Linked DNA regions of Mus musculus: all the other regions are linked to region 2. A link is a contact called in public ChIA-PET, HiChIP or PLAC-seq and promoter capture Hi-C data. All regions are on one chromosome and are shown on one strand. The core of a region is the stretch at or near the end of the contact, and the rest is flanking DNA. Distances in the headings are between cores, read along the strand shown.

Evidence for each region. Promoter capture Hi-C pulls out the DNA fragments that hold promoters and counts their contacts. ChIA-PET counts read pairs in DNA pulled down with a chosen protein or histone mark. HiChIP or PLAC-seq counts read pairs in DNA pulled down with a chosen protein or histone mark.
Region 1: a contact with region 2 is called in an H3K4me3 HiChIP or PLAC-seq map of embryonic stem cells, with 49 read pairs. The contact joins the promoter of Ina here to the promoter of Cnnm2 in region 2. A contact is called at or near these places in 19 of 39 promoter capture datasets (the C10 cell line, the HPC-7 cell line, the SN4741 cell line and 13 more), 2 of 15 datasets of contacts at CTCF or cohesin (the NIH/3T3 cell line and large pre-B cells), 24 of 484 Hi-C or Micro-C datasets (the AtT-20 cell line, B cells, the HPC-5 cell line and 14 more), 33 of 115 datasets of contacts at active chromatin or transcription factors (the 230-238 cell line, the NIH/3T3 cell line, PVALB interneurons and 21 more) and 4 of 9 other capture datasets (adipose tissue, liver, macrophages and 1 more).
Region 3: a contact with region 2 is called in a promoter capture Hi-C map of liver. The contact joins the enhancer-like site here to the promoter of Cnnm2 in region 2. A contact is called at or near these places in 14 of 39 promoter capture datasets (3T3-L1-derived adipocytes, the C10 cell line, the HPC-7 cell line and 8 more), 1 of 15 datasets of contacts at CTCF or cohesin (the NIH/3T3 cell line), 2 of 484 Hi-C or Micro-C datasets (the HPC-7 cell line and embryonic fibroblasts), 14 of 115 datasets of contacts at active chromatin or transcription factors (astrocytes, embryonic limb bud, embryonic stem cells and 5 more) and 3 of 9 other capture datasets (adipose tissue, liver and pancreatic islet).
Region 4: an H3K4me3 HiChIP or PLAC-seq map of stem cell-derived neural progenitor cells shows a contact between it and region 2, with 45 read pairs. The contact joins the enhancer-like site here to the promoter of Cnnm2 in region 2. A contact is called at or near these places in 14 of 39 promoter capture datasets (the 3T3-L1 cell line, the C10 cell line, the HPC-7 cell line and 9 more), 9 of 115 datasets of contacts at active chromatin or transcription factors (the SCID.adh cell line, bone marrow-derived macrophages, embryonic stem cells and 2 more) and 4 of 9 other capture datasets (adipose tissue, embryonic stem cells, liver and 1 more).
Region 5: a contact with region 2 is called in an RNA polymerase II ChIA-PET map of memory CD8 T cells, with 80 read pairs. The contact joins the enhancer-like site here to the promoter of Cnnm2 in region 2. A contact is called at or near these places in 1 of 39 promoter capture datasets (embryonic stem cells), 2 of 484 Hi-C or Micro-C datasets (CD4 T cells and CD8 T cells), 6 of 115 datasets of contacts at active chromatin or transcription factors (effector CD8 T cells, embryonic stem cells, memory CD8 T cells and 2 more) and 3 of 9 other capture datasets (adipose tissue, embryonic stem cells and liver).
Region 6: a contact with region 2 is called in an HNF4G HiChIP or PLAC-seq map of pancreatic cancer cells. The contact joins the enhancer-like site here to the promoter of Cnnm2 in region 2. A contact is called at or near these places in 1 of 39 promoter capture datasets (liver), 4 of 115 datasets of contacts at active chromatin or transcription factors (embryonic stem cells, memory CD8 T cells and pancreatic cancer cells) and 2 of 9 other capture datasets (adipose tissue and liver).

What each region holds. Positions count from the first base shown.
Region 1 is chr19:47,012,419-47,015,976 of GRCm38.p6, forward strand. It overlaps Ina (internexin neuronal intermediate filament protein, alpha), which reads left to right and starts at 2,263. Exons shown (of 3, transcript NM_146100.5): 1 at 2,263-3,401. The coding sequence starts at 2,337. It also overlaps a transcript of Nt5c2 not described here.
Region 2 is chr19:46,759,850-46,763,706 of GRCm38.p6, forward strand. It overlaps Cnnm2 (cyclin M2), which reads left to right and starts at 1,760. Exons shown (of 8, transcript NM_033569.3): 1 at 1,760-3,544. The coding sequence starts at 1,924.
Region 3 is chr19:46,897,991-46,901,927 of GRCm38.p6, forward strand. Nt5c2 (5'-nucleotidase, cytosolic II) reads right to left here. Exons shown (of 18, transcript NM_029810.5): 6 at 813-904; 7 at 632-689. Among named protein-coding and RNA genes, the nearest start is that of Nt5c2, 62 kb to the right of the region's middle. Within about 2 kb of position 1,466, at least 108 of the 459 cell types and tissues checked have an H3K27ac peak or open chromatin away from gene starts, as enhancers often do. A contact at or near this core is called in the HPC-7 cell line, the NIH/3T3 cell line, extraembryonic endoderm stem cells and 4 more, where this site is marked.
Region 4 is chr19:46,927,204-46,931,055 of GRCm38.p6, forward strand. All of the region lies in intron 2 of Nt5c2 (5'-nucleotidase, cytosolic II), which reads right to left. Among named protein-coding and RNA genes, the nearest start is that of Nt5c2, 33 kb to the right of the region's middle. Within about 2 kb of position 2,143, at least 49 of the 459 cell types and tissues checked have an H3K27ac peak or open chromatin away from gene starts, as enhancers often do. A contact at or near this core is called in adipose tissue, bone marrow-derived macrophages, liver and 1 more, where this site is marked.
Region 5 is chr19:46,616,128-46,619,734 of GRCm38.p6, forward strand. All of the region lies in intron 2 of Wbp1l (WW domain binding protein 1 like), which reads left to right. Among named protein-coding and RNA genes, the nearest start is that of Wbp1l, 19 kb to the left of the region's middle. Within about 2 kb of position 1,459, at least 71 of the 459 cell types and tissues checked have an H3K27ac peak or open chromatin away from gene starts, as enhancers often do. A contact at or near this core is called in CD8 T cells, embryonic stem cells and memory CD8 T cells, where this site is marked.
Region 6 is chr19:46,527,576-46,531,250 of GRCm38.p6, forward strand. It overlaps Arl3 (ADP-ribosylation factor-like 3), which reads right to left. Exons shown (of 6, transcript NM_019718.3): 6 at 3,534-3,675. Among named protein-coding and RNA genes, the nearest start is that of Trim8, 28 kb to the left of the region's middle. Within about 2 kb of position 1,281, at least 198 of the 459 cell types and tissues checked have an H3K27ac peak or open chromatin away from gene starts, as enhancers often do. A contact at or near this core is called in embryonic stem cells, liver, memory CD8 T cells and 1 more, where this site is marked.

The sequences.
Region 1 (3,558 bases), core at 1,013-3,512, 250 kb after region 2:
TCCCAGCACTCAGGAGGCAGAGGCAGGCAGATTTCTTAGTTCGAGGCCAGCCTGGTCTACAGAGTGAGTTCCATCCAGGACAGCCAGGGCTCCACAGAGAAACCCTGCCTCAAAAACAAAAAAAAAAACAAAAAAAAATTGTATTTCAGCCAGGTATGGTTTCACACTCCTTTAACCCCAGCACTTGGGAGGCAAATGTGTATGAGTTCCAGAGATGGCAGAGATATCCTTATCCAGAAGCAGAATGAACAGCACAATCAGGTGCGCCATCTCGGCCTTCCGCCACCACGAGAGGCGCTGTGGTGCTGTCACTCTTACACGGTAAGCAAGGGAGGGTCGAGATGCACACCCATCACCTCTCAGTTCAATGATCTTCAAATATAACCCCGGTCATCTGCTATTGACCAAAATTCTCTGAAGCCTACTGAGCCCTATTCTGGCTACAAAAGATGACAAGAGTCTCGTGAAACTAAGAGAAATTCCGTGTTGGAAAGAATGTATGCCGTTGCTTCCTGGTGGCCTTGGGCCAGGAATGACAGCCATCTTGAAAACCGGCCAGAAGAAAGACAAAACCACACTCAAGCACTCCACCATGACTGCCAGGCAGTAATTCCTCACCACCACTGGTGTCTTCCAGCATCCGAGTCTTACAGAGCCCGAAAAAAACCAGCATGGTTTTTAGCTCGGGTTTTTGGTAAATGGTAAGGAGACAGGGCAGCTGTGACACAAAGCCAGGGGATATGTTCCATAAAATGACTTTTCTCTTACTTTCAGAGTCCTGTCCAAGTAATACATCCCTTCATGAAGTGAAACAAAACTTGTTCTAGAACCCCAAGATCATAAAAGGTGATAAGGGCCAGCTATGGTGGGCCACACTGGTGACTGCTGCATGTGGGAGGCAGAGGCAGGAGGATTGCCAGGAGCTCAAGGCCAGCTTAGACTGAGAGCAAAACCAACTTAGCTACTAGGGGCACAGAATGGGAGCCTTGTTTCAAAACAAACAAATGTAAGTTTGGAATTCGGAACTAGAAAGCAAAGGGCTTCACATTTCCTGGAGTTGTGCCACAGGATAGAAGGTAAACTAGATCCATCTATCGTTCAGGCTCCCACTCCATCCTAACCGGGTGTGGCGAGGACGGCCAATTCTGTCAGCCCTGCTCCTCTGCCTCACTCCTGGAAATGAGTCTTTGGTCCAAAGACTAATCCCCACAGAAAATGGTGCTCCCGTCCAATTCAGAATGGATTGTCAAACGCTTGCAGGGCCAGACAGATAAAAACAAAAACAAAAAAACAAAAACCGGGGTAAGAGGGGTGACTCTGAAGTGCTGGGAGCCCTGAGGAACAACGCACTTAAACAAAGGCACTCGCCCACCGCAGTCATCCTAAACCTTCTGCTTTCAAGAGTAGCAGGGGCTGGGCATTAAAAGATCAAAATCAATCCAGTTTCTGTTTAGATGAAACCTCCTGACTAGAAATCCAGTTTTGAAACGTTTTAAAATCTAATGTGTTTTGTTGTTGGTTTGGGGCTTTTTGTTTGTTTAAACCAAAGCCTGCAGCCTTTCTAGCAGCCTGCGGTCCTGGCACGCACGGTGACTGGAGGTCTAGAGGTGAATCCTGCTAATTCTCAACGCTTTGTCCTTTCCAGGACAGACCGCTTTCCTCCCGGTAACCCTTTGCACCCTTGGGGAAAAAAAAAATCAGCCTCTTGTTCGTCACCAATGTCCCCGAGAATCTCACTCTTTCTGCGAATCCTATCTCCTGTGGTGGCGGAACTGAGGGATGCTCTCTGAAGTGGTCCCACTTTCTCCGAAGAGAACCAGGAGCCGCCTAAGCCAGGAGATAAAGAGGGGGTTGCCCGCTCCCCCTGTAAAGAGTGGAGAGGAACAGGGCCTTACCCTTGGGAACTCTGGGATGCGGATGAGAATAGAGGACACCTTTCAGAAAAACCTCCTCTCCGTGGGGGATAAGAGCAGAAAAAAAAGGACAGGCTCTAACGCCATCAAAGAGCTGAGAGCGCTCGGCCGGGAAGCCAAGGTTGTTTGGGCACTCCCTCCCCTCCGGTCATTCCCAAGGCAGATTCTTGGGGTACAGGCGCAGCGGACAGGGACGGCCCAGGACGGTGGCGCGCAGCTGCGGTGGCACTGCGCTCCCCCGCCCCCGCAGGCCCCCCTTCCTCTCCCCGCTCGATCTGAAGATGAAGCTCCACCCCTAGCGCGTCGCCCCAACCCCGCGCCTTAAAAGCCCCGCACACCGCCCCGCCGCACCCAGCCTTGCCGCACCTTCGCGTCCTCGCCAGGTCCCGCCGCAGCCGCGCACCCGGCCCCGACCCCGGCACCATGAGCTTCGGATCGGAGCACTATTTGTGCTCCGCCTCCTCCTACCGCAAGGTGTTCGGGGACAGCTCGCGCCTCTCCGCGCGCCTGTCCGGGCCGGGAGGCTCGGGCAGCTTCCGCTCGCAGTCGCTGTCCCGCAGCAATGTGGCCTCCACGGCCGCCTGCTCCTCGGCCTCGTCCCTCGGCCTGGGCCTGGCCTACCGCCGCCTGCCGGCCTCCGACGGGCTGGACCTGAGCCAGGCGGCGGCGCGCACCAACGAGTACAAGATCATCCGCACTAACGAGAAGGAGCAGCTGCAGGGCCTCAACGACCGCTTCGCCGTGTTCATCGAGAAGGTGCACCAGCTGGAGACGCAGAACCGTGCGCTCGAGGCCGAGCTGGCCGCGCTGCGCCAGCGCCACGCCGAGCCGTCGCGCGTCGGCGAGCTCTTCCAGCGCGAGCTGCGCGAGCTGCGCGCGCAGCTGGAGGAGGCGAGCTCGGCGCGCGCGCAGGCCCTGCTGGAGCGCGATGGGCTGGCCGAGGAGGTGCAGCGACTGCGGGCGCGCTGCGAGGAGGAGAGCCGCGGGCGCGAAGGCGCCGAGCGCGCCCTGAAGGCGCAGCAGCGCGACGTGGACGGCGCCACCCTGGCCCGCCTGGATCTGGAGAAGAAGGTGGAGTCGCTGCTGGACGAGCTGGCTTTCGTGCGCCAGGTCCACGACGAGGAGGTGGCCGAGCTCCTGGCCACGTTGCAGGCGTCTTCGCAAGCCGCCGCCGAGGTGGACGTGGCCGTGGCTAAACCAGACCTGACTTCGGCGCTGAGGGAGATCCGCGCGCAGTATGAGTCCCTGGCCGCTAAGAACCTGCAGTCCGCCGAGGAGTGGTACAAGTCCAAGTTCGCCAACCTAAACGAGCAGGCTGCGCGCAGCACCGAAGCCATCCGAGCCAGCCGAGAGGAGATCCACGAGTACCGGCGCCAGCTCCAGGCACGTACCATTGAGATAGAGGGTCTGCGCGGAGCCAATGAGTCCCTGGAGAGGCAGATCTTGGAACTGGAGGAGCGGCACAGCGCTGAGGTGGCCGGCTACCAGGTAAGGGCTGGGATGCTGCATAGGAAAGAGTGCCCTGTCCTTTTCCGTACAGAGATAGCTTCACTCCCTGTAAACTGGTGCCCTAGGAAACCACGGGAGGGAAAGGGGAGAGAGGGGAGCGTTGACTAGAGGCGTCAGTCAACAAACAAACAAACAA
Region 2 (3,857 bases), core at 510-3,009:
GAAAAATAAGGGAGAGATGGAGTCTGGTGGCTTTGAGCAAAGCCTTTAAACAGGGCTATGTTGGCATCTGAAAGAAGTTGAGTCCCATCCACAGGACATGGCACATGCGAAGACGCCAGGAAGATCCCCTGGCAGTGACTGAGAAAATGACAGAGCCTGGTTGGGGCAGAGCTTGCAGAACCTTGTAGGCGATGAGAGCACTCTGGCTTTTGTCAGGAGATGAGGAGTTAGGGGAGGGCTCAAATATGGGAGCAATGGGCCCTGGGTTGACAAGTCATTAGTTGGAAGGTCAGGGGAATGGTTGAGGACAAGCATAAAAGAAGACAGAATTGCGGCCGGGCGTGGTGGCGCACGCCTTTAATCCCAGCACTCGGGAGGCAGAGGCAGGCGGATTTCTGAGTTCAAGGTCAGCCTGGTCTACAAAGTGAGCTCCAGGACAGCCAGGGCTATACAGAGAAACCCTGTAAACAACAACAAAACAAAACAAAACAACAAAAAAAAAAAAAAAAAAAAAAGAGAGAATTGCGAGGATACCGCTGAAATGAGCCCAGAAATCACTCGTCCTGGAAATTATAAAAAACACTGTGGGTGTTCACAAAAAAGGAAGAGTATTGTGTTTATGGAATACAAAGTAAGATCAGGAAAAACATTTTAAAACGCGCTTCAGTTGGGAGGCAGAAAGTTCAGTTTGGGAGCTACTGTGCTACCGCATCTAGTCTGATGCAATGGACTTGAGAGTCCTGGTGAGCTGTGCTCCACAATGAATCTTCTCCGGAGCTAACAGCGTTTGACCTGTGCATTTCATAATAAGCTTTCATGGGCCTTCTCAGGTTGCTCTCCCCTTCCTATTTCCCCAAATTGCCTGGGTGCACGTTAAAAAACAAAACAAAACAAAACAAAACAAAACCAAAAATAGGGTCCATCTCATTCTGTGATTATAGCAGGACTACAGGAGAATCCCTGTGATGACAAAGTTTGGGAAGCTGACCACACTTTGAGAGGTTTGTTGAGAGCTAGAAAACAGCAAAGGTCGTCCGTGAGGGCCGGCAGGTGGCGCCACATGATCGTGAGCAGCTGAGGGCTCACAGAGTCACGGAGACCGCAGGTCCTCGGCGTTGCTAGGGCCACCCTGTCACCGCGAATCTCCAGAGGAACCGCATGCAGGGGTAGTGGGCTGGGGGGCTTGACTAGTATCCCGATTTGGTTTTAGGCTATGTGCATCGTAAGCTGTCTCCAGTCCGGCTCTGGTGCTCCCAGGGAAGGAGGGCTCAGCCCATTCTGCGGCGACACGGAGCCCCGTGGAGCCCGCAAGTCCCTGCAGCAAGGACCCGAGGCCTCGCGCCTCAGGGCAGTATTGCAGGGCTGCCAAGCCGCGCGCGAGGATCTACTACAGAGACCCCACAGGGAGCGCCGCACCCGCGGACCGCTCCCTTTCATTGGCCGCCTGGAGGAAGACCACGCCCCCATCCCTACAGCGCTCATCTTTGACTGGCTCTTGCATCCGGGATGGCCACGCCTCCTCCCCGCGCATACACAAGAGTCACGCGCCTTTCAGTTGGAAACTTGGCATGCAGAGGAGGACAGTGGCCCTCATCTCCCCGCCCACCTCCCGTGCCATTGGTGCGGCACGCCGACTGCGACCACGCCCCCATTCCAGCCCCCTGGCTGGGAAGGCGGGCACCCGCTCTTGATTGGCTGGCAGACCTGCCTCTCGCGGGAGAGGCTAGCACGCCCCTCCCTCCGCTCCCTCCTCCCTCGAGCCCGGGGGTTCCTCAGCTGGCTCAGTCCGAATCAGTGTCATTCAGAGAGAAGGACAGCTAAGGGCTGGGCGCGAACGCGCGGTTGCAGTCCTGCTCGGGCGCCGGTGCCTGCGCTCGCGCCGCCGGGTGGGAAGGATGAAGCCTCAGCTGGAGCAGCCACCCTATGATTGGCTGTGGCGCTTGTGAACCCGAAGTAAAGATGGCGGGCGGGCAGGCAGCCGCCGCACTGCCCACTTGGAAGATGGCGGCGCGCCGCAGCCTCAGTGCCCGCGGCCGGGGGGTCCTGCAAGCAGCTGCGGGCCGGCTGCTGCCGCTGCTACTGCTGAGCTGCTGCTGGGGAGCGGGCGGCTGCACAGCGGCCGGCGAGAACGAGGAGACCGTGATCATCGGGCTGCGGCTGGAGGATACGAACGACGTGTCGTTCATGGAAGGGGGTGCTCTGCGGGTGAGCGAGCGGACCCGGGTCAAGCTGCGGGTGTACGGGCAGAACATCAACAACGAGACGTGGTCCCGCATCGCCTTCACTGAGCACGAGCGGCGCCGGCACACACCCAGCGAGCGTGGGCTGGGGGGCCCCGCGCCTCCGGAGCCGGACAGCGGCCCCCAGCGCTGCGGCATCCGCACCTCAGACATCATCATCTTGCCCCACATCATTCTCAATCGCCGCACATCGGGCATCATCGAGATCGAGATTAAACCGCTGCGCAAGATGGAGAAGAGCAAGTCTTATTACCTGTGCACGTCTCTCTCCACGCCCGCACTAGGCGCCGGCGGCTCCGGGTCTGCGAGTGGCACCGTCGGGGGCAAGGGTGGCGCGGGGGTGGCCGGACTCCCGCCTCCTCCGTGGGCCGAGACCACCTGGATTTACCACGACGGTGAGGACACCAAGATGATAGTGGGCGAGGAGAAGAAGTTCTTGCTGCCCTTCTGGCTGCAAGTGATCTTCATCTCGCTGCTGCTGTGCCTGTCGGGCATGTTCAGCGGCCTCAACCTGGGGCTCATGGCTCTGGACCCGATGGAGCTGCGCATCGTGCAAAACTGCGGCACGGAGAAAGAGAAGAATTATGCCAAGCGCATCGAGCCGGTGCGCAGGCAGGGCAACTACCTGCTGTGCTCGCTGCTGCTGGGCAACGTACTGGTCAACACCACGCTCACCATCCTGCTGGACGACATTGCGGGCTCAGGCCTTGTGGCGGTGGTGGTCTCCACCATTGGCATCGTCATCTTCGGAGAAATCGTGCCCCAAGCCATCTGCTCCCGACACGGCCTGGCGGTAGGGGCCAACACCATCTTCCTCACCAAGTTTTTCATGATGATGACATTCCCCGCTTCTTATCCGGTTAGCAAACTGCTGGACTGCGTCCTGGGCCAGGAGATAGGCACGGTCTATAACCGGGAAAAACTGCTGGAGATGCTCCGGGTTACTGACCCCTATAACGACCTCGTTAAGGAAGAGCTGAACATCATCCAAGGGGCGCTGGAGCTCCGCACCAAGACGGTGGAGGACGTGATGACTCCCCTCAGGGACTGCTTCATGATAACCGGCGAGGCTATCCTGGACTTCAACACCATGTCGGAGATCATGGAGAGTGGCTACACTCGAATCCCGGTGTTCGAGGGAGAACGTTCCAACATCGTGGACCTGCTCTTTGTCAAAGACTTGGCCTTCGTGGATCCGGATGACTGTACTCCCTTGAAAACCATCACCAAGTTTTACAATCACCCTTTGCACTTCGTTTTCAACGACACCAAGTTGGACGCTATGCTGGAAGAATTTAAGAAAGGTGGGCAATTTTGCTTTTTTTTTTTTTTTTTTTTTAAATTGGCTTGCTCTTTCTGTCTCCGTCCTCCTCCCTCCTTGAACCCTCTACCCCTGAGACCAACCCCCCAAGGAGAGTTGACCGGATTTTCTCCCTTTCTTAATTGCAAATTTGAAAGGATGGCATGGACTTGGGGACGGATTGAACTCGTGAGCACTTCTAGGTTTAAAAGCCCAAAACTGCCATTACTTTTTCACACCATCAAAAAACAGGCTTTGTAATTCCAGTGTTTGAAATTTGACCCTCTAGGGGCCATCTACTTCATTCATTCATTGTA
Region 3 (3,937 bases), core at 216-2,715, 140 kb after region 2:
TACAAAGGCACCGTTCAGTTCTATCTGGATTCCACTTTCCACCAAACTGCCCTCAAGTGGGTAAGGCCTCAGATATGAAGTTAGCAGACTCTAACACAGAGGCTGTTACACATCAAGCAATGGCCACACAGCTCCCCAGAAGGAAAGGCTAACCTGTGAAGACTTAGGCAAATTTTTGCTTTACAGAAAATAAACACTATTTTATTCCTTGGTGAGCTCTTGCTGGGCCTGGGAATGAAGCTACATGAGCATCCCGGGATGGCTCCTGGGCAGCTGCTGTGAAATGAGTCGGGGGTTTCAGTGCAACTCTGCTTGGACAGATAAGCATCACACAAACCTCCCACTCAGTTGTCACAATTAGCACCTCTGCTGGCCGTCTTCAATCCCAGTCACAAGTGGTCCCTTCCAAACATGGCTGCAGCACACTGGCAAGGAGAGGGGCCGTGTGGGAGGTGAGAGCCTGCATGGAGCTGCTGGCGCTGTCCATCTCTCAGGCTGGCAATGTGGCATCTCTCACTAGCACTAAATTCACTTTAGAAAAGCAGAAAAGACCTACAATGGCCAGTTCTCTAAAACCCTGTACATTAATTTAAAAATCAACTGGATGAAGAAAATTGTAATATAAACATACCTGGTGTATCTGGGACAATTAGTAAAAAAATCTACGAGGCAGGCCAACAGGTAGGTCTCTGAAAATGAAGAAAAGGTATGAATAAGCTGTAAGTACCATAATCAAGCTGATTTACTCAGCTTCCTGGAAGACATGGCCCTGGAACAAAGGGGCAGTGTGCAGAGTAAGCAGAGGTGTCTACCTGGGAGATTGAATAGTGTGTTCAGAATGTAAAACCGTTCAGTGTCATCTCGTTGGATAAATTTATTTGGATACTGCTCTCTAGTTTCTGGTCTGTAAGAAAATGTAAAAAAAAATTAATTGATATACAAAAAGTTAACAACTGTAGGAAATCATCACTATTCAATGCTTTATTAAAATATGTTGATGGCTATGTGAAAGACAAGAGTTCATATATTAAATGTGAGCAGCTGTGAACAGGCTCAGGGTGAGCCCTTCAACAGCTCTCTTCATAGACAGCACCCAGGGCTCTCCCTGTGCTAGGGAGGTAACTTAAGAACACACAACCCAACCTCTACAAGAAGGCCGTGGGGAACTCTTAAGACTGAAGGGGAACTACTGAGCTTCAAATGTTTAAGGAGACTAATGCATGAACAGGTGCTCACCCTGGAATCCCAGCGCTGGCAGCCAGGCCAGCCAGGGTGACACAGGGAAGCCTTGTCTCAAAACAAATAAATAAAATTTTAAGATAAAATAAGTCTAAAAGCAGAAGGAAGTGACTGCAAAGAGAGGCAAGGACAACCCAGAAAGGATTCCTGTCGGTGCTGGTGTGCTGGCTCTGCTGCAACACCTAAGTGGACACTTCCTCTCCTGGATGAAGTGTGGAACAAAGAGCAAGCCTTCCTTACCGTCTGAGCTGTGCTTTTCTCTGTTCCTCTTTACTGAAAGCGGGCCAACTTCTGACCTGACCTACTTAATTTGCAAGGCCAGCCCCTATCAGTAAAGTGCTTGCCATGCAGACACGAGGAGGAACTTTTGTTTAGAATCCCAATGCCCATGTAAGTGCCAAGCACTGCAGTGTGTGCCTGTAACCCTAGCCATGGGGAAGGAAGAAAGAAGGGTCGAGTGGAACTCTGCTCACCATTCAAGCAAAAGCAAGGACAGTATCTCAAATAAGCTGGAGAGTGACTGAGAACACACCTGCACATACATCCCCACAAAGACAAAGAAAACAAATATAAAGCTTATACACAGTGTAAGCTGGGTAAATTCCTACTTAAGTTACTTAACTTCAAATGGTATGGACTCTAGTCACGACCATAAAATCATAGTAGTTTCTTGGTTAGTAACCCCTTTCATCACCCTTATGAAACAAAGTTTCTAATCAATTCAAGACTAAGTAGAAAGCCATCTCTCTGGCTTTCTGGCAGAAGGGGGCAACACTAGCATGCCCTCCCTCCAGCCAGTGAGTGAAGGCTGGCTTAGACAATCACGGGTGCAGCTGCTGTGGCAATCACAACTCAGACTGACTGATAACTAGGTTAGTCATCGCATTCCCGGTCAGGGGAAGACAATGCATCATACATATCAGAAGAAAACAGTCTACTTGGAATTGGAAGGAACACTGGCATGTTTTGTGACCTGCAGCCCCAGGCTAACAAGGTGTGACAAAGGTAGATGGACGTTGACCTCCTTTTTAGCTCATTGCCACTGCACCTTAAAAACTGAAATGTCCCACCATGTTCATTCTCTCCCTAATATCTTTTCCTTTTGCACTAAGCGTAAATGAATCTACGTTTACCCACAAATGACTTATTTTTGAAATACTACCAAAAGTATTTCCAAAGAAGGTACACTGAAACTTTATGTATAGCAGGTTGATGTGGACTTAGTATTAGGTCTATCTTATACCATATAATTTACAAAATGATAATAGCTGTGTTCAATTTATATTTTGAGAGTCTTTTTTTTTTTATAATTAAACAGAAAGGGTGAAATGTTGCAGGATATTAGGGCAGTGGCAGGCTTGTGATTGGACAGGAAAAGGGAGGAGGAGCTAAGAGTTGTGGAGACAGAGAGGGAGGAGGGAGAAGAACCAGAATGGTGTTATCGAAAGGTTATAATAATTGAGTTAAAGTTTTATCAGTATCAATTAGCCCTGAAACTATTGTATTGGCATTTTTGTAAATTGTGATCTTTTTGTTATATAAATCTAACTGTATAATTAAGCTTTAAGAGTCATGTTTCTACTGGGGTAACTAGGTGTTGAGATGGCTGATGGTGGGGTGTGTGGGGCACTGTGTGGAAGCAAGATGAACTTGGGAGAGAATAGCTCAGTGGTGAGAACACGGCCGAGCAAGCGAGACCCCACCCAGACATAGTGTTGTGGCCTGCCAGTATCGGTACTACAGCAGGAACACAGGCCGGTGGGGCAGGAGAGATGGAGGGTTGACTTTTTAAATATTTCCTGCAACAGGTTGATAAGACCTTTTTTGTTGTTGTTTGATAAAGTCTCATGTAGTCTAGACTGGCCTATGTAGCCAGCGATGACATGACCTGAACTCCTTATGGACTCCTGCCAGGATTACAGAAGTGGACCACTACCCCTAGCTTAGGCCTGTGCATCTTGTATTCTAAGAGTGGTTATAAAATGAATTTAGTGACTTGCTTCTCATTTTTTCCCCTCTGCCTTCCTTTCAACTCATAGCCAGAACAATGAGATCCCTTCTCAGACACAAACAGAACCCTGGTTCATTTTCACCGGGCTCCTTCCCAGTGACAGTATCTGAACATGATGAGCTTAGGTCGGTGATACTGCATGTCATCATGTTCTGTCTACATCCTGCTTCCTGATACGAAAGCATCCTTTACAGCACCAGAAGGTGCATGTAGCCTTCCTGGCCTGCTCTGAGAGGTCAAGGTGATGTTCACTTTACTTCAACTGTACAACAGACATCCGAGACATCTCTGAGCCTGTGTTATGCAATAAGGCTTGCTCAACAGCACCGTGCAATTGCTTCAGTTCTAAGTGGGACACTGCTATGACCTCAGACTTAAAAGGATGTTCTGACACAATTTCAGTTAGTTTATGTCTCTTACAACAAGTGTTGCCAAAACCACTGTCTTTAATTATTTCAATGTGACTATTATGACTTTAGCAGTTTCCCATCAGGAATAAATAAATCAGGAAAATTACATGAATGCATAATATAAAATGTTTTCATTTCAAGTTGTAGTTATGACCCAAATGTCACATTCTATTTTTTTACTTTTCTTTGTTTTTAGATTACTATGTATGCATTGTTCTGCCTGCATTTATGTGTGTATATGCATCACGTGCATGCTGGGTGCTTGTGAAGGCCAGGA
Region 4 (3,852 bases), core at 893-3,392, 170 kb after region 2:
GGGATGAGGAAGATTGCTCTTCCACGTCACACATCTTAAGAAATAGGTCCAGAACAACGTAATTTTTAAAAAGCAGTTTCAATTTTGATAGAAAACAGATGTTAGCTGGCTTTAGATGCAGCTGAAGTAGCAGGGAAGACACTAACATAAAAGAAATGTCGCAAAGCAAAGCTCTTTTCTTGGTCAGGGGAGGAAAAAAAGGCTGCACCTGCATAGCCACGGAAATCTTTCAAAGTAGACACATTTTGAAAAGACAGCAAGAGCAGGGTACCCTTGCTAATGCTGGGAATAACATATTTCAGGAATAAGAAAATCTATTTTTGCCAAAATAACCATGGCTAAATATCCATCAAGTCACATGTCTCACTCCTCTCTGAGTTGACTAATCACATTATCTACTCCATCAACACATTTACCGATGTGTGCTAGAATACACATCTCATTTTGTGACAAATATCACAGAATATCCTTTGGGAATAGTCAGAGCTACAAAACTTTGTATGTCCTTAAGATTAGAAAATAAGATCTGGCAAGTGGGTAAAAGTTCTTGCTGCCAAGCATGGAGACTTGAGTTCAGTCTTAGGACCATCAAAGAAGAGAACTCACTCGCTCAGTTGTCCTTTGACCTCTCCAAGTGCCTGCGGTGGCATGAGTTCCCACATACAAACATTTGCACGCAAACATGAACACACAATATATTAATAAAACATTTTAATTAGGAAAAATACATTTGAGAAACTTGCATCAAATATCCTTTCCTTTTCATTCAAAGCAAGTACTCTAAATCGTAGAATCACCTCCTAAACTTAAGAGAGCATCACTCCTATGCCCTCACTTCTGTGGTGATCTTTATGTGAAAACCTCACCTATAGTCTCAGCTTTCCTTTTCTTTCCCTAACATAAACTATGAACATAGAAGGAGGTATACAGAAATGAAATCTAATTTGCTGTGTAAGCTAAGCTGTAATAAGCAAAGGAACAACTGTTACAGAGAACTAAGCCAAACACAGTTCCTGCATGTATGTGCTAAGCTTTACAAATACACAAATACCCAAGGCTGAACGAGAAACCTTTGGCACAGGAGAAAATGTAACCCTGACCTCACATATCTCAGGACAGACTTCAACAGACACTTATCTCTCAGCTTGAGACTAATGGCCATTCCCCACCGAGTTTACAAATTAAATGAAGTGTAAGATATTGTGTCAACTACAAGATATTAACGGAAAAGCAAGCTCACTGACCCACATATTTCAAAACAAATAAATTTACATACTTGGGAAAAATCAAATTTCTCTACAAATACCAGGACCTTTCTGCAGATCTGCCCGTGCCAGCTTACTATGGTCTTACTAAACTATTAACTAGCAGAATAATTTCACCTATGTTCAAGAGCATAAACATATCTGTAAAAATTAAAAGCATGCTTTAAAACATGTAATTATCACCCAAAATGTTATGGCTAAACTAGGCATCCAATTATAAATCAGAATCATAAATCCAACTATCATCCAGAATTCCCACAGATAAGAGCTGTGAGCTGACACTCACAATTTCTAGGAGATACATACACAGGAACATTGTAAAACTAAACACAGACTCCAGTAAAAACACCTTTAGCAATATTTACTATCAAATCCCACAGCAGTAAGGCAAAATTCCATTCAGGTACAGATATTAGCTGCAAGAAATAAAACCATTACTACAATGTGCTTTAAGAATAGGGATCTAAGAGTCTAAGATTTAACATAAACATGCAACTTATTATATTTGAAATTCTGTAAACAGCAAACCTCTGGTTTGGATCTGACTATAATTCAAAGCAAAATTACCTCATCTGTCACTGGTTTCCGTTTGGCAAACTGAAACTATCTGGGTAAAGTAGTTTCTGAAGTCACATAACAAGATTCTTCTTAAAATCCCTAAAACAATTTTTGAGTGTGTGTGATGTTAACCTAATTTCTAAAAGACTGTTTAGCCCGAGCCAGGCCCCCTCACACCATGTATCTTCTGAGACAGTGTGGGAGAAAACACCTCTGTGTCTAATTTAACTTGTCATTGGATATCACTGTTGCTCCACACAAATCCATTTGGAATAGAATTTCTCTGGCAATGGTGAACTGCATCTGTAACTCCTCCCTTTGCTTAGGAGTCACAGTTTCCTGGCCAAGTGCCCAACAACAGTTACTGCAACAACAAGTGAGAGGACTGTAAAATGCTCTTGGTCGTCTATTTTCACTGTAAGCAGCTGCGGTGGTGCATTCAAGCTGCTAGCAGGAAACTACTCCAAATGCATCTGAGTACGTAAACTCAAATTATGAACTATAATAAATTAGTGTCATGTCTGCAAATGTCACTTAGGTCGAGGCAAGATAACTGCCTGGGGGCTGGCTCGATGGCTCAGTGGTTAAGAGCACCAACTGCTCTTCCAAAGGTCCTGAGTTCAAATCCCAGCAACCACATGGTGGCTCACAACCATCCGTAATGAGATCTGATGCCCTCTTCTGATGCATCTGAAGACAGCTACAGTGTACTTAGATATAATAATAAATAAATCTTTAAAAAATAAAAAGGTTAACTGTCAGGGCTACAGAATGAGACAAAAACAGGAAAAAAATCATGCTCTAATGTAGATTGATTATTTGTTTGTTTGTTTTTCAAGACATGGTTCTCTGTTTGGCCCTGGCTGTACAGGAACTCACTTTGTGGACCAGGCTGGCCTCAAACTTAGAGATCCTCCTGTCTCTGCCACCCGAGTGCTGGATTCAAAGATGTGAGCTAGCAGCACCGCCAGGGCATAAATGCAGACTTTTTGATATAAACAACCTAGCTGCTTTTCCCCCCAATCTGTTCCTGTTCCTGCCTCTGCATTTTTCCCCACTCAAGCTTAAAGCCGCATCCAATTATCTATGTGCCTTCCTTCACACTTCCAAATGTCTTTAGAATCCATGTCTTTCACCCCATTAACTTCGCAAGGTCATAATTCTCCAGAAAACACTTCCCACTGGTCTGTCCTCATCCGGATGCTGACTGCTCTGAGGCAGGGCTGCTGGAAACGTGATACCCAGACTAATGCTCTCACCACGAACATTTCACTAATCCAGGACACCACCCAGAGACTTCTATTACTTAGAAACTTTTATAGCAATTTGATAGAGAAATAATTTGCTAATATAATAATAAAAAGTCCTATAATCTCAGCACTTTTGAACAAGGGAGGTTAGCCTGAGCTACAAGTGAGAACCTATCTCAAAAAAGGAACAAAATGTTTTCTGTCTCTATGTAATTTGTTTTTACTATAGTTTAGAAATATTATCAATTGAAAATAAATGGGAAATGTTAAAAGCTAGTTACTGTCTTCCTAAATTATCTTTAGTGAGTGCTCAAAACTACTTAACTAATAAATTAGGAGCTCTTGAATCTTCAAGGAGTTGAAAGCCTTTTATTATTTTGCTAAAATATTAAGTATGTATCATCCATACCATGTAGCCTTTCCTGTTATTACCTATTGTTTGCTGGTTATTGCTTTATTAACCAAGCTGTTTACATGCTTGAGGCTTTGTTTATGCTGCTAACTATACACTGTCCACTACTGTTATAGTCAAGTTTCTCTGACACATGGCTCAACAGTTCAGAGCCTGTTTATCCTTCCAGAACCGAGGACCTGAGTTCAGATCCCATTACCCTTATCAGATGCCTTCTAACCATTGTAACTACAGCTCCAGGGAGCCTGTCATGTCCTCTCTGGTCTCTGTGGGCACCCATACATGTGGTAGACACAGACACACACATGCACAAATATTTACAAAAATGGAGTAAATCTTTTTTTAAAGAAAAAATATCCTGAGGTGG
Region 5 (3,607 bases), core at 209-2,708, 140 kb before region 2:
CCTGGCCCTGCCCTTCCCCTAACTTGGACCCCGGATGAAGGCATTTTTGAAGTGTATTGGAAGCATAGGGTTCAGGAGTTGCTGTGACTGGACATGGAGTGACATGGGGCTAAGCATCCCTTGCCTGTGTGGCGCTGTCCTCTTGAGTTCTGCCACCCTCTGTTTGCACCCGCTTGGCTTGTATGCTCTCACAGTCCTTACAACCTGCAGGCTGGTTGCCTAAATGCTCTCTCCTGGCGTTTTTTGACCACGTAACCTTAAATCTAGAATAGGTTTGGTTTCCTCCTAGTTATAGGGCGGAGGGGCTGGTGGTAAAGGAAGGATCGCCCGAATAGATGATTAGTGTAAGATCCAGGAAGGGAGGGGCACAGTACCGTAAGCTGTGCTTCCAGTTTGTTCCTGTTTAATCTCACCATCCTTCATGCTGCCTCCAGGCACTGCGGATGTTACCAACCCAGAGCTGGGAGACCGGAGCTGGGAGACCGAGCTGGGTAGCTGCTCCCTATTTCCCATAATCAAAAAACCGTGTGAAGCGGTTAGCTCGTGTCCAGGTCCTCCCTGGAGAAAGGGAGTTTTGCCCCTGAGATGGTTTAAATACTTGTAATTCCTCAGCTGAGAATTAAAGATGAACAGATTGTGAGACACAAGGCCCCTTTGGTGGACTACAAGTCTGTAGTCCTAGCACTTGGGAGGTGGCTGGAGATAAAGGTCTGTTAAGTTGCAAGTTTGAGGCCAGCCCGGACTACTGGAGACTGGCAGTCTCAAATAACAATAACAAAAGGCACACACAGGAGGGTTTCCTAACCCCTTCCTAAAGTTTCTCGAACCCGAGGTCAGATTCAGGTATTCTCCTGATCTTGTACTGGCTTGTCGGGTTTTTGTGGCCAGGAAAATGAAATGTTACTAGCACTCCTGTTTTGCAATTCCTTCCTTCCTCCACTTTTTCCCCTTGTGTATGTATGGTGTGTGTGTGTGTGCGCGCGCGCGCACATGTGTACATGTGTACATGTGCATGAGACCACAGGTTGAGCGTGGATGTCTCCCTCAGTTGCCCTCTACCTTATTTTGTTGAGAAGAAGACTCTCACCAAACCTAGGTCCGTGCATGAGATTTACAGAACCTAGGTTATCTGAGACTTTTATCGAGCTGCTCAGACCTTAGAAGAGGAGCTAGGCTTGGGGTGGGGGAGGACGGACATGAGGAGTCGCAGGAGGGGGTGGAGCACCACTAGGAGGCTTTGTGCAGATGCTGGGACCCATCATCCCGGGCTGCTTCAGGTTGGGATGCTGCGAGCCCTTGCCTTGGGTCAGCCATCACTGCATTTGCTTTCCCACCAAAGAGTGGACCACGTTATTTTTGTCTTGCCCAAAGTTTACATAAAAAGTGAACGAAGTCAGCTTTGGTGGAGCCCAGGAAGCCCCAGTCATGCTGAGGGAGTTCCATTTCCTGTGGCTTCTGGGTGTGAATCATACAGGTGATGTGACCTGGTCTCTCTGTTGTTTCCGTTCTGTCACGATCCTCCTATTACAATTTCCTCCAGTGCTACAGTTGGAGCTAGGGTCTCACACCTCTCATGCAGCAGGCAAGCACTCAATCCCGGAGAGGCATCCCTGGCCCTTTTATTTCAGTGCGGTTTAGGATACGTGAAAAGTCTCTGCAGACGGCTTGCTAATTCCCATGTGATTCTTGGCTATGCACCTCTTTGGTTAGATGTATTTATAAGGTCAGAAAAACACCCAGATTTTGGCACAAAAGTAGACTCTTCTGTCCCCCTTGAACAAGTCGTGCTCCTGGAAGTGTCTGTTCTTCGTCAGTGATGCCTAGAGTCACCAGGAGCTTCAGTAAGCTCTAGACCCAAGATAGCAGACACCCACCCATCAAGTGAGTGTCTGCGGACTGATCGTTCCAGTCCAGAAGCATTCTCTTACTGGGTTGCAGAAGTGGGAACTGTCAGTGAGTTTTAGCTTGTGTAACTCTGACGTCCTTCCCTCCATGAAAACATGGAGATTAAAGCAGGATCCGAGGCCCATGCCTATCCCAGCATGAGGGGAAGGCTGAGACCGTAGGACCACTGAAGGGCATCCTGAGCTACATGGATGCCACAGGGACCTCAAAGTTGTAGTAATCCTCCTGCCTCTGCCTCCCGAATACTAGGCTTACAGACACGCACTGCCTTGCTTTGATTCTTGCCTCCTTTTCTTTCTTCCTCACATGTTCTGTGTGTGTCCATCATACTGGGCTCCACAGAGTGTGCTTACCCCCCATACACACACACACACACACACACACACACACACACACACACACGAGCTCCTCTTCCGTTCTTGCAGCTGCTTCTTGCGCCATTCTTCCTCAGGAGCTCTTAGGCTGACGTCTCTACCCAGCCCTTTTCTTTATTACGCAGCGCCTGTGTTTGTCTCCGTGTGTGCTTGTCTTTGTCCAAAACCGGGTAAGGAGGGTGAGGAAACTTCCCGCTTGCTTTGACAGCACATAGACTAGAGCTGTCAATCAGAATTCTTCATCACACTTCCTCCTGGTGGCTGGAGGCAGCTGTTGGGTATGAGGTTCCCAAATGAGTCTGGGAGACAATTTTAATTTATATCAAAATACGATTTCTGCGTGCCAAAGCCATTGCGGAGCCACGTAGGCCTGGGTGAAGTGCTCGCTCCATCTCCTGGGGCTGGGGGGGGGCACCCTAAATGAGTTACCTCATTTCACTCAAACTTAGGTTTTCCCATCTGGGACATTGGGACTCTCAGTCTCTGCTGAAGCTTCCTTTTCTGGAGATGTGAATGTTACTTGATGTGGAGCGCGAGGCTACCTATTGCAGCTAAGGACTCTGCTCAGCCACCTTCCCTGAAAGGCCCGGAAGAAGAGAGGAGTCTTGGGCTTTCAGGATGCTTTGAGGAAGGAGCAAGTCGTGTGACTCACAGAACTCCTCCGTGTGTGTGCGCTCGCGCGAGGTGTACGTTTCCTGCCTCAGCACGTATGCTGAGCGTCTGCCCTTGTCCAGCTCCCGGACACAGATAAGCCAGGATTCTTGGTTTCTGGCAGCTGAGCAGACTCCTGCGTGGCCGCTTGGCAGCAGTCTGTGAATGTTTGTCTGGGGTGCAATCTGACCCGTGGCATCTCCCACGATAATCACTTCAGGATCATTTTGTTAGCGCATAGCTTTATGCGTATTGAGAAGTGCCCCCACCCCCAACTTCCGTGCTACTCTTTTTCTTCAAGTGAATAAATGGGTCTGTGCTCGACGCTAAGAAAAATCAAAAGTTTGGATGTTTTGTGTTGCCCAAACCTCTGGAAAGGAGGCTGTCTTGGGGGCCTGCGAGAGCACCTACTGCCCTGAGGCCTGGCAGCTGTCCTGTTCTGACAGCGCCATTCTCTCTTCACATCCTTGACTGACAGACACCCCTAGACCTCCACTCTCCTATCAGAGGGTCCCATGACCGCTGTTCCACAATGTCCCAGGAGTATCTCCAGCTTGGTCCTGTATGGGCACTGTTACATATTGAGAACAAATGAGAACCTTAGACTTGGCCGGTCATTTACCTCATAGAACTCAGTTCGCAAACTGTGTGCCAAGGCCATGACTACCGCGCACACT
Region 6 (3,675 bases), core at 31-2,530, 230 kb before region 2:
GCAGCTTCCAGCAAGAGGACTCAGTAGTAGGCAGTAGGTGACTGCAAGTGTCCCTGGCAGCCCTAATGTTCTTGACGGCTCCCTCCTTTTTGCCATCCATGGGGCTGAACCTATGCAAAGGAAGGAAAGAGATGTGCAACTGTGCTTTTGTGATGAGAGGACCTGAGGCCCTGGGGACTGGGAGTCCGGGAAGAGCAGGCAGTGCTAGCCTAGGGGACAACTGGTGCAGAGGGCTGTGGGAGGCAGCTGCTGAACAGGCAGGAGGTGAGGGCTGGGACTGAAGTGGGCTGTGGTACTGTTTCTTTGTTTTTTGTTTTTTTTTTTTTTTTTTTTTTTTCCTTTAGAGACAGCAGGGGACCTAGGTTTCTGGCTCCACCAATCCTTACAGGAGCTGTGATGCTGGCAAATTCCTTAGCTGAGGCAAAGGCCTCTCTGTTTCTTCCACTGCAAAGTGGGCTTAGTGCTGCCTAGTTACGCAGGAGGTGCATGGGGCTAGGGGTAAGGTGAGGCGGGTGGCTGCTGCTGCTGCAGCAATGGCGGTGGTGGTGGTTTTCATATCACCTGGTGGTGGTGTTTTTTTTCTGAAAACAGCCCTCCCTTGAGGAAACCTAACCTCCAAAAGGGCAAAGCTGCTTAGGCCCTCTTGGAGTTCCAGCAGAGATCACAATCCACTCCAAGACCGCCTTCGTTGCAGCTACATTTTATTTGTTGCGTTTTTTTGACAGACGTCTAAATTATACATTGAGCTTTCCACGTGACCAAACACCGCGTCCCTTCCTTTGATTATCATTTTCAAAAGGGACTAAAAAAAAAAAAAAAAAAGAACCTTCCGATGGATCACACCGAACCCCGAAACCACATGGAGAGCAGAGCTAAAAATAAAGGAAGAAGCATCCCGAAAAGGAGAGGGAGGGGGGAATCAAAGCGCACTGTGGAAGGGAATGGAGACACTGGGCCTGGTGAGGGTGACATGGTGTCACTCTCTCCAGGCCCAGGCCGGATAAGGAGCGGCCAACAGTGAGGGTGGGGCACGGACTGGCATAAAAATAGCCACCACTTTAGTCCGGAGGGGAATAAAGAAATCGTCAGAGACAGGGGACAGAGGGAGGGAGGGAAGTGTGGGGGAGGGCTTCGGTAAGACTGTCCTTCTGCAGCATCTCAGGCTGTGGACTTTTCTACCGGGCAGAGCGAACCACCGGCATAATCGCTGACTTTCAGCTGTGCACCGACATGTTCCCCAGCTCAGCCCCACATCAATGACACCCTTGTTTCCATAGTAACCAAGGGAGAGCGAAGGGGAAAGGGTGTATTGCACTGGGCGAAGGGAATCCAGCCAAAAGGAGCCACACAGGGAGGGTGAGAGCAGGGCTCGGTTTTTCCCACAACTGCTTGGAGTATACACTGTGGACTTTGCCTGCCCTCTGGCCTCGGCCCTCGCCCCCTGAACATTCAGAAGCAATGGTGCGCAGAGCAAAAGTCTTACCAGGGCTCACTGGGATGGGGGGGGAGGCACAGGGGCGGAGCATGCCCTTTCTAGCTTCAGACTCTGTTCTCTGGCCATGGCCACAGGGGGCAGGGGTGGCACGGCAGAAGGAAACGGGACTTTACAAGCATTCTGGTTTTACAAATGGGAGCTTTCAAACTGCAGTTTTCAGGCTCCATTCATTTATCCCCGGAGCCCCCGGAGGGTTCAACAGGGCTCACAGGGAAGATAAAAGCCTGTGACAACCACAGTTGTCTCTGGTGTCTCTAGCTGGGAAGCAAATGCGGACATTTACAGAGACAGCGATCAGAGCAGGGCAAGTCGCTCTGCCTATGAGCTGGAGCCGGGGGGTGGGGGTATGGGTGGGGGTCGGGGCTGTTTAGAACAGTTCCTTTAGTTGGTGGTAAGAGACCAAAAATGCATTACAACTCAAGCTCTTCCAAAGTCAGAGAGAGTCCCCTGGTGCAGCATTCCAAAACTGGACTTCAAAGCAGGCTTCCAGCCCCCCAGACAACATCCTGAAGCATATTTGTAAGGAAAAGCAAGTCTCAAGGGCCAAAGCTACATCTGGTGGCCTGAGATGGGGCATTTCCGATGCTTTATAGCTGTTTGCCACCCTTCAAAGCTAGAGGGATTCGGGTGAGTTAGAGAAGTCGATGGGAGAGGCGGCGGGCTAACTAGCTGAGGTTTAAAAACCTCACCTTCTTTTGTCTTGCAAGTCTTTACAGGCCCGTGCCTGTGCACTGCTACCCCACACCTCTCCCCAGCCTTTGTTGATAGCTTTCCTCCTGGCCACCTTTCAAACTGTCCAAGTTTCTCCCTCTCCAGAGTCCAGAATAAGCTGGGTACCATGGAGCAGGGACTTCTGTGGCACTTCCTGTCTTTGCCACCACACCGTGGTGGGCTTGGAAAGGGCCACCTCCCAGGATGAGAAGGCAGCTGGCCTCCCTGGCCCTACCAGGCATTGGATAGCCTCTTATTTATCCTCTGAAAAGCCCTGAGCTCTTGCCCAGAACAGTTGAATTCAGGAGCAGGCTATGCCCTGGTCTGCTTTCAGGGTTTGAGGCTGGGATTTCTGAGGGCTCAGGCAAACTCCTTTGGCAGTGGGGGAACGAATGGGAGGGGGGTACCATCCCTTCTGATCAGACCACAACAGGGTTGCTGGAAAGGGGTAGAAGAGCGCAGCATGGGACGAGTGGCTTTGGGGGGGGGGGAGGGGCCCAGCCCATGCTCTCAGCCTGCAGCAGATCCTTCCCACACCGTCTAGTTGCCAGCTCTGTAAGAATTGATCTCTTCTCAGAATCGATCTGCCTGGCTTTTCTCAGTGGAGCAGGTTCATGGCACAGCTGCATTTATTTTTAAAATCTGATAGCATCGGCCTATTGTGATCATTTAAACACAGAATTCTTTGAGCTTTAGAAATCCCCTCTGCAGAGAAATCAGCTAATCTCGGAGCCGGCTGCTCCCTGCTCCACTGAGCTGGAGAAAGCCTGTTTATGCTAGCCTGAGCCCTCGACGTGAGGGCTTTTTAAGGACCTTGTAATTTTTCTGGAATTAAACCTCCCAGCTCCCCTTACATTCCAGATGTCATTACAGTCAAAAGTCCTACGAGTCTGCTTCCCCGTGTGGCTGACAGGGCTGAGGGGATGGGAGAAGGTGGAGGGGCCGGGGCTGCAGAGGCCATGGCTCTGTGGCTCTGTAGTGACTTGTTTGCCAAGAATGTTCTTCTTTTTCTGTCCAAAAGTGAGGATTACACACAGCCCCTTACCTACCTGCCCAGAGGGTTTGGTGATCACCAGCTATTCTTTACCTCCCACAGTGGCTGCCTCCTGCAGGACAGACCAAAGCCCTGGCTCAGTTGCAGATAGGGGAAAAAAAAAGTCTCTGCCCGGCACCACCAACCATGCAGTTTCCAACTTGCAAGAGAGTGAGGGGACAGACAGGTCAGTAACAGAGGCAGCACAGCCGCCTGGGATCATCCGGCGGCAGGACAAGCGCTTGCTCCTTTCTAATCATGTGCTCTGAGACATTTAATACTATTTCAACTATGCAGAGGAAATAATATAATTCCTTTATTTGAAAAACGATACCGAGCCTCTGAGATCAGTTAAAATCTACTGCTGGGATGGGGATCTTTCTCAGGCTGCTGTCCCTCCCCGCCCGCCACACAGCTGTGGCTGTGCACAGACAGA